Regions from separate parts of the Mus musculus genome. Here region 1 is linked to region 2. Evidence: chromatin contacts called from public promoter capture Hi-C data. All regions are on one chromosome and are shown on one strand. The core of a region is the stretch at or near the end of the contact, and the rest is flanking DNA. Distances in the headings are between cores, read along the strand shown. Region 1 holds the start of Ticrr (TOPBP1-interacting checkpoint and replication regulator). Region 2 holds the start of Gtf2h1 (general transcription factor II H, polypeptide 1).

The links. Promoter capture Hi-C pulls out the DNA fragments that hold promoters and counts their contacts.
Region 1: a contact with region 2 is called in a promoter capture Hi-C map of second pharyngeal arch cranial neural crest. The contact joins the promoter of Ticrr here to the promoter of Gtf2h1 in region 2. A contact is called at or near these places in 3 of 39 promoter capture datasets (the HPC-7 cell line, cranial neural crest and second pharyngeal arch cranial neural crest).

What each region holds. Positions count from the first base shown.
Region 1 is chr7:79,658,155-79,662,427 of GRCm38.p6, reverse strand. Ticrr (TOPBP1-interacting checkpoint and replication regulator) reads right to left here and starts at 2,232. Exons shown (of 22, transcript NM_029835.1): 1 at 1,426-2,232. The coding sequence starts at 2,088.
Region 2 is chr7:46,792,912-46,797,659 of GRCm38.p6, reverse strand. It overlaps Gtf2h1 (general transcription factor II H, polypeptide 1), which reads right to left and starts at 1,566. Exons shown (of 15, transcript NM_008186.4): 1 at 1,372-1,566. It overlaps Hps5 (HPS5, biogenesis of lysosomal organelles complex 2 subunit 2), which reads left to right and starts at 1,779. Exons shown (of 23, transcript NM_001005247.2): 1 at 1,779-2,232.

The sequences.
Region 1 (4,273 bases), core at 983-3,482, about 33 Mb before region 2:
CCTTCTTCCCTAAGTCCACCTTTAAGTACAATAACCAGCTGCTCCCTCACTCAGTCTTTTTTCTTTGGAGCAAGTTTTGAAATCATCGTTGATTTGCACATCTGTTTAATATATCTTCCAAACTAGAAAATACACTTTATTTACCACCATATCTCCAGCACCTAAAGCAGGGTAGGATGTACTCAATGGAGTACCTCAGTAGTGCATATATCTTTACTAAATGATGTAACAGGAAAAAAAATCTTTATATACATATGAAAGCAGGAGACCAAGAGTTTATCATCCATTACACAGAGCTCCAGGCCACTACACTACACTAGTCTGTTTCAAAACAAGCACACACACACATTTATCATAGCACTTACTCAAGCAAGAAGCATCACTGCTTCAAAAAAATCCAAATTAGCTGTTTTAAGACTAAGTTTGTAAAAAGTGATTAATTTACACACACACACACACCCCGAAAATAGCCAGGCAGTGGTGGCCCACGCCTTTAATCCTAGCACTTTGGAGGCAGAGACAGGTAGATTTCTGAGTTCAAGGCCAACCTTGTCTACAAAGTGAGTTCCAGGACAGCCAGGGCTACACAGAGAAACCCTATCTCGAACCTCCCCCTCCCCCCAAAAGTGATTAATTTAATCAGCAAATATTTCCTCAACACAATGTTAAATTGTGGGGAAATACAAAACGGAGTTAAGACCTGTAACTGTGAGATTTTTGTTGTTTGCTTTTTTTTTTTTTTTTTTTTTTTTGAAACAAGATCTAGCAGCCCTGGCTAGCCCTGCACTGTGACAGTCCTGCCTCAGCTTTCCATGGACAGTCATTGAGGTGGTGTTTTTAGAATAAATGGAAGATGACAGGTGTGTCTGGTGTGTCCAACTGGAACACAATAGAGAAAGAGCACAGGCCACAACAACAAAGGGGTTTGCTTTTGTTTTGGAGATGGGGCCTCTCTGCATAGACCTGGATGGAGGCTAGAACTAGAGAGAGACCTGCCTCTCTGCCTCCTGAGGGCTGGGGCGTCATCAGGCCGGGCCAACAACAAAGGTTAAGAGAGGTTTCTACTGCCTCAGAGGGAGAGGATTAGAGGTCCAGGAAGACACAGCAGCACTAGACAAAACAAGCGGCCAAGTCCTGTAGCCTGGCTGAACCAGGCTTCCACCATGCTGGAATACAAGTGCTGTGTAGCAAAACTAAGGACGCAAAAGCACCCAGGTACCAAAGCGCAGAGGCTCTTCCACACTCGGATTTAATAGGTACCCAGAATCTACCCATTTTGTTGGAGGAACGCTGTCCTTTGCGACCCGCAAGGGTTTCCCTCGGAAGGCACACGGGGTTCATTCTGGGTCTGTGGCACTTTACGGAGCCTGACAAGTTCAGCTGTCGGGGAGTTGCGGACCGGATCCAGACTGCTTCTCACCTTACCTTAGATCGCTCGGTGGTGTCCACCCAGTACAAGGTGATATTTCGGGCGATCATAACCTCTTGGACTCTCTTGGGCAACACCTTCTCCATCACCTGCTTGGGGGTGAGCGGCACGCGTTGAGCCTGTGCCTCGCACCCGGACACGAACTGAAGCAGCTCCCTCTGCGAGTGAGGACAGGGCGCCAGGAGGAAGACGGCGTTCCCAAAGCCCCCGAGCGCGGCCTGGGCCTCCCTGGCCTCGCCGTCGGCGTCCAGCAGCCTCCTGCCGCTACTCCGCAGGATCGGCTTGGTGGGCGACGTGATCTCCGGCCGGTCCCACTGGTAGTCGAGCAGCGTCTCCATCAGGGCACCGTGCGTGTGGGTGGCTCTGGGCGTCGGGCCCGGCAGGTGAGCTCCGGGAGGGCGATCCCCCAGCCTGGCCTCCAGCTCCTCCTCGAAGTCCTCCCAGGAGCGGCTCCCCAGCTCGCGGAAGTCGGACACGCGGGAGGGCCGGCTCCGTGCCCCCTGAGAGTCGAAGAACTTGAAGGTCCAGTGGACCCTGGCAAGGCCGAAGCGGCAGCTCAGGTAAGTGAGGAGCCGGAGGGCGGCGCGTCGGGCCGGGCTATGAGGAGCAGAGACGCCCGCTGTGTCCACCAGCAGCATCACTTTGTGACAGCAGGCCATCTCGGCCGCCACGGGACTCCCTCTGCCCGGCCGCGCGTGGCCCTTCCTGAGGTAAAGCACTCTCTTCAGAGAACCAGCGCCATTGCCCGCTTCTCTGAGGCCCTGCTCCGAAGGCTCCCGCGCTCTCCGACAGCTGCAGCTATTGGAGGAGCTGGTACCCAAACTCGGCTCCTATTGGCTGCAGGCTGAACGTAAGTTACGTAAGCACTTCCCTCTTTAACCCTAACTGGAAGGCGTGTGGAAGACCTCCGCTTGATTGGTGGAGGGTGTGGCGGTGGGCGGGGCGCTGAGTTCCGGGAGAAATGTAGTTCTCATTGGCCTGAGCCTTCGTTTTAAAATTTAAAGAGGCGGTACTTCGGGGGCGTGGCGGTGGGCGCGGAAGCCTTCGTTTGGGCTACTGTGCGCAGATGTGAGTGTGAGTGTGAGTGTGAGTGTGTGAGTGTGAGTGTGTGAGTGTGAGTGTGAGTGAGTGTGTGTGTGTGTGTGTGTGTGTGTGTGTGTGTGTGTGTGTGTGTCTGTACACGCGCGCGCGTACGTGAGTGTGTGTGTCGCCTGCGGAAGGCGGGGCGTGTTTACTAGAACCCTGAAGCCTGGGATGTGCACAGTGAGGGGTTTAGGATGCTTGAGTCAAGTTCACTTTAGACTACTCTTAAGTCTTTTAGCCTATGACGGAGGGCTTAATTTTTTTTTTCTGTAAAAGACGAAAGGAACATTTCATAATCCTCAAACTCGAGGGACGGAGGTAGGAGGATCGCAGGTTCCAAGCCAGCAGGGGCTACTTAGCAAGGCTGGAGCATAGTGGAAGGACCTCGGATACTCTATTGTAAAGGTCTGGAAGGCAGGGAAGTGTTTTCGGGAAGAAAGAGAAGTGACAGAAGAGCAATACGGGTCCTAGGTAGGAAAATGTAATATAAAGATACCTAATCAGACGTCTGCAGAGCACCTGGGGAGGCTGTTTTACAAACTAAGGAGTGAACACACCAGAGAGTACGCAAGCCAGTCCAATGGGTGCAGAAAAAAACACTAGAACGTCCGATTTCCAGCACCCGCCTTCTTACAGCTCATCCATTCAGTAGATTAGTGTTTTCTGAAGTCTTGGTTTTGTTTTACTTGTTTTTGTTGTGTGTTTGTTTTTGTGACTTTCTTTTATATTCCAAATTGGCCTCAAACTGTACCTTGTACTTCTCTGATCATCCTGCCTCCACCTTCCTAGTTCTGGGACTGTAGACATGCCCCTGCACCAAACGCAGTTTATGGGGTATTGGGGATCAAACCCAAGACTTCCTGAATGCTGGACAGTCAAGCACTGAACCAACATCTCCAACACTCATTCGTGTCTTCCTCCTCCCCCCTCCCGCTTTCTTTTTAACTTTATTGTATATGGGGGCAGGGAGGTGTTGCTAGGGATGGAACTCCCAGCCTGGCATGTTGTTAGCAAGTATGCTCCCTCTTGGTCTCATCTCTGGCCAGTGGATTTTTTTTTGTGTGTGTGTGTGTGTATGGGCGTTTTGCACATGTGCATGCCTGTGCTCAGAGATCAGAATAGGGTGTTGGATCCCCTGGAACTGGAGTTGCAGCTGATTGTGAGTCAGCCTTGCATGATGGGAATCGAACCCAGATCTTCTGGAGGTGCAGCAAATGCTTTAATCCACTGAGCCATCTCTTCAGCCCCTCATATGTGTTTCCTATTGGTACCACAGTAAGAGGATTTGGGATTATCTGATTGAGTTTTAACTTAAATGACTTAAAAAAAAAAGGACATGTGGCCTTATGAAAGTAAGTAAGCCACATATTATTAATGTTCCTAATATAATTATAAATCAATATATAAAAATAATGGAGACGACACCATTTCTAGAATGATAGCTTGCCAGCCATATTTTGAAATAAAAAGAACAATCTAATCAAATCTTACACTTAAGTTGTCTAGATAAATCTTGGAATTAATGAGGATTATTAGATTTCTGTTGTCAGTATTCTATTTTTAATAAAAGGCCTTACTCTGTAGCCAAGATTGGCCTCAAATTCTCTTAGGTCATCCTGCCTGAACCTTCACAGTGTTGGGATTGCAGTGTGTATCAGCATGCCAGGCGAGGTTATTTGAAACAGATTATTTTTTCTTATCAGGATAAAGAACCATGGACCGTAACCTAAATGTTTATTGTATTTTGATAATATGAAAACG
Region 2 (4,748 bases), core at 317-2,816:
AGGACCCAAGGTTCAATTCTAGCACCCACATGGCCATTCACAACTATACTTCCAGTTCTAGGGGATCTGACACCACCATAGAAACCCACAGGTAGACAGAACACCAATATACAGTAGTAAAATCAACCAACTTAAAAAAAAAAGGAAATCACAAGTCTAGGGTTAGGTGTGGTAGTGTACACCTTTAATCTTACCATTCAAGAATCAGAGGCAATCGATCCCTGTGAGTTCAAGGCCAGTCAGGGCTGTTATACAGAGAAAACCTGTGTGGGAAATGGAGGGTCAGGAGAGGAAGGAAAGGAAGTCACAAGGCTAGATATTGAGAATATTGATTGGAGCCAAGCCCTTAGTGTGCTTCAAGCCAGTTTTCTGTACCCAGGCCTGCATGCTTACCAAGCAATTTACATTGGGCTCTACCTACAGTCCTGTTTTTTTTTTTTGCCAGTTCTGGAAATGAAACCCAGGATCTTACAGGTGCCTAGCAAGAACTCTTAGCTTTAAGCTGCATTCCTAACTCAGAAACCTGTTTTACCATATTTTAAACTGGTGTCTTTAAATGGACAACATCAAAAGACAGAAAGCCAAACCAACCAAACAAAAGCCAACAACGAAGAACAAAAACAAGCAAACAAAAATCCCAAATTAAACTGTGTATACGTTGAGGACACAACTTCCGGAGATCGGTTCTCCCTCCACCACGTGGGTCCCAGAGATGGAACTCAGGTTTGGCAGCAAGCACCTTTACCAGTTGAGCCATTTCACTGTAGCCCTGGGCATACGTTTTAACATCTTTTCCCCACCCTTGTTTTGCAGATGGTAAAATAGACATGTGAGGTCAACTTCACATGAATTTAGTTTCTAAGAACACTGGAGAATTTATAAAAATAATCACATACTTCCATGTATTGATGGTTCACTTTACACTACATGACTGTCAAACTGGTCATAGCTAGAACTGGGTGCGTGGCTCAAGTTTTAATAACAGTTTGAAGAGCAGGATGACAGGTGGAAGCAAGAAGGCACGAGGACACCAAGGTTAGAGGACTTCTTTAACAGGAAAAGAAAGCCTCTCCCGGGCAGGCTCCCTAACGGGAAGGGCCTCGGTGTCTCGGAGAAGCCTCACTTCCTTCGTTCTCAGGTGAGTCTGATCCTTCCAGTCCCTCCCAGCGGAAGAACCTAATGCCTTCGGGCAGTAGATTAAGGGTCAGGGCACCTCCTTCCCATTCCGGGAGAAGAAAGGCAAACCACACAGCCAGCCTGTAGTGTCGTGGAGACGACTACAGCGAAGGGCTCGATCCGCCTGGCCCCGCGCCCCCGGGGCCTGTCAGACCCTCCACGCCCGCCCAACCCCATTCTTCGGTCTCAACTTACCAGGTGGGAGCTACGGTCTCTGGTCTGGGGCGCGGGAAGCGCGTCCCGTCGGATCTGCCTCCGCCGCGCTTCTCACAGCCGCTGCACGGAGGAGGCTGAACCCCTGCGGCCGCAGCCGTCGCCACCGCCTCTGTTGCCGGGGGGTCTCGCCTCCATCGCTGGCTGCGAGGGCGCTGAGGGCACGTGACCGGAAACGCCGGGGCGGGCCTCCGGAGCACGTGACCACCACCGCGGCCGCCATGACACCTTCCGCTAGCTCCCGCCCTCCCCCACCGATTCCCGCCTGTTTCGCTTCTCCTCCTCCGGTCTCGAGCGGCGGAGAGTTTCGGGGATTCGGCTTGGCTCGCCTTTCTCCCTAGAGAGCATCCGGTCCGGCTCCGTGGTGCGTCGTCGGCCCGAGGCGGCTCCCAGACTGCAGGCCGCAGGGAGCGGAATCGCGACCCGCGGCTGGAGGGGGAGGGAGCACGCGCGGGGAGGGGCGTGATCGTCACGTGACGAGGAAGTGCCGTTAACAGCGCTTTCCTCCGGTCCCTGGCGCCCCTGGATGACGTTGCCAGGGAGGGGGCGGGGTGACAGGGTGTGTGAGGTTCAGGTTCCGCTGTCAAGGGGTGTTGAGTGTCTGTGGAGCCTGCTCGGTGAAAGCGATCGCTGGTCTCTGGGGGGGGCGGAACTCGGCCCGCTAGTCAGCCTGAGGTTCTGTGAACCTGGCTTGGAAAACCTGCTTCCTGGACTTCTCCAGAGTGACAGCTGCGGTTTAAAGTCATAAAAGTTAGCTGTGATTGACGGGAGCTCCTTGTGGTCAGGGACTTGGTCTGCTGCGCATCCTTCATCTCCAGCAGCGCCTCCAGGGCCTAGAACACGGTAGGCACTTAGAACGTTGAATGAATGAATGCATGCAAGCATGAGCGAGTCGTTAAGTTTTCTGAGGTAGAGTTTCCTGATCATTATTGGATAAGGAAGTTCCTATTGTGGAAATAAAGTCTATTAACTCCCCTTTGCATAATTTCTTCAATCGTTGTTACTTTGCGTCTTTCGAGCCTTTCCTTCCACGCACCTTGTGGGATTAGATACACCATGGTTTGCTTTGGCTTTGTGAGCAGCAATCACTGTCTACCACTCTTGAATTATAAAAATAATCTTGGGAAGTGAGAAAGATGTTTCGATCTCACATAAATTCTACTTTCATTTATTATTGGGGGAGAAGGTGGCATGGCACCGCAGTTTTTTTGTTTGTTTGTTTTGTTTCTGTTTTTTTTGTTTGTTTGTTTTGTTTCTGTTTTTTTGTTTTGTTTTGTTTTGTTTTCTCGAGACAGGGTTTCTCTGTGTAGCCCCGGCTGTCCTGGGACTCACTCTATATACTTGACTGGCCTGGAACTCAGAAATCTGCCTGTCTCTGCCTCCCAAGTGCTGGAATTAAAGGTGTGCTCCACCACTGCCCGGTTGACACCTCAGCTTTTTGTAATTGGTTCTCTCCTATCTTTCTGTGAGTTCTTGGGCCCCTGGGATCACCAAGCATAGCAATAAACCATTTCTTGGGCCCTCCTCTTCCTCCTCCACGTTTGCCTTTATCATTATTATTATTATTATTATTTTTAGCATTGTGACCCTTGGGAAAGCCAACCTTTTAAAAAGATGGTAGATGTTCACTGATTTGCCATCTTCTAAGAAGCTAGCATTTTAAAGTTTTTTCTTCCTAGTAGCACACAGAGGTAATGTTTAAGCTCAGTTTTTTAGAAAACTTATTGGTTGAGAATATTTAATGAACCGCATAATTAAGGCTCCAGAAATTCACATTTATGGACAGAAGAAGGAAGGGAAGAGTTCAGGATAGCTGAATAATAGGGTAAGATGGGAGAGGAAGCTTAGAAAAGAAGAGATGAGATCACATTTGCTTTTAACGAGTACTAGCTAGAAGTCAGTTTTAAGTCTCCTCTATTCAGAATGTCAAGAGAGAGGTTTCTTCTTCCCACAGATTTCCTGGGTAGTAGGAAGGCTTGACTTTCACTGACTTATCACTCCTTACTTTAACATCTCTGTATCCTAGCATCTGCCCATACACTTTACAGAAACTGTACAAACTCCTCATTAAATCCTTCCGTGACTCTGTGACCTACTGTCTTGGGTTTAGGTTCCTTGGTTTAGAGTTGGAAGTGTTTTGTACCTTGAGCCCAAATTTGCATTTTATATTTAACCGAGGACTAAAGTCCAAGGTGGGTAATTCTAAACCGCATCCAGCACTTTTGCTGTCTCAGCTCTGCCAGCTGCCTTTCCCTCCCTCCTAACAAACGCTGGCCTGGGAGTATTTCTTTAGGAAGTTTTCTTTGACTTGCTGTTATCCTTTAGGAGAATTGTATGTGTGTTTGTACACATGTATGGTGTTGGTGACTTTCTTTTTGACTAGAATTGATTTCCAGAATTCTTTTATTTATCCTCATGATTACGCTTATTATTTTACTAACTACTCAATAAAATAAGTGACTAAAAATTAGTTTTCTTGGATAAGGAATTGTTAAATATTTTGAATGTTGTCATGCTAAATTTTTTGGGGGGGTGGTTTTACTTATTTATTTATTTAGACTTGTTTCAGAATACAATTCTTGCAGAGGTCAAGCTGTAATAAGAATATGTTACTAGCAGAGAATAAAGCTGTATTATATGTATATAATTTAAAAAGTCACGTTGAAGGACAGGGGCACAGTCAGTGATAGGAGACATGCCCAGTATGTAAAGATCTTGGGTTTTATTCTCTAACACCAAAAATAAGGAAAACAAACCTCCACATGTTTCTGAATGCTTTCCCAAGGGCAGCTGTGCTCTGAGAAGATGAGGGCTTTGTTTCCCCCTCTGTTATCTCTAGAACAATGCCCAGCATATGAGTGATGCTCAGTATGTATTGCCTGAATGAATGTGCTTCTAAAATAGTGTCAAAAACATAAATCATAGAAAAACCAGATGCTTTTGAATTTTTCCATGTATCTGTTTGCTTTAGAATCAATCTTTCTTTCTTTCTTTCTTTCTTTCTTTCTTTCTTTCTTTCTTTCTTTCTTTCTTTCTCCCTTTCTCCCTTTCTCCCTTCCTTTCTTCCTTTCTTCCTTTCTTCTTTCTTTTTTCCAAGACAGGGTTTCTCTGTGTAGCCCTGACTGTCCTGGAACTCACTCTGTAGACCAGGCTGGCCTCGAACTCAGAAATCCACCTGCCTTTGCCTCCTGAGTGCTGGGATTAAAGGCATGCACCACCACTGCCTGGCTGCTTTAGACTTTTTAATTGTTTTTATTTTTGTGTGTATGTGGTATATGTATGTGTATGGGGACACCTATGTCCATGTGCATGTGGAGGCCAAGAAGGATACCATTTTGTGTCTTCCTCGATGTCCTTCC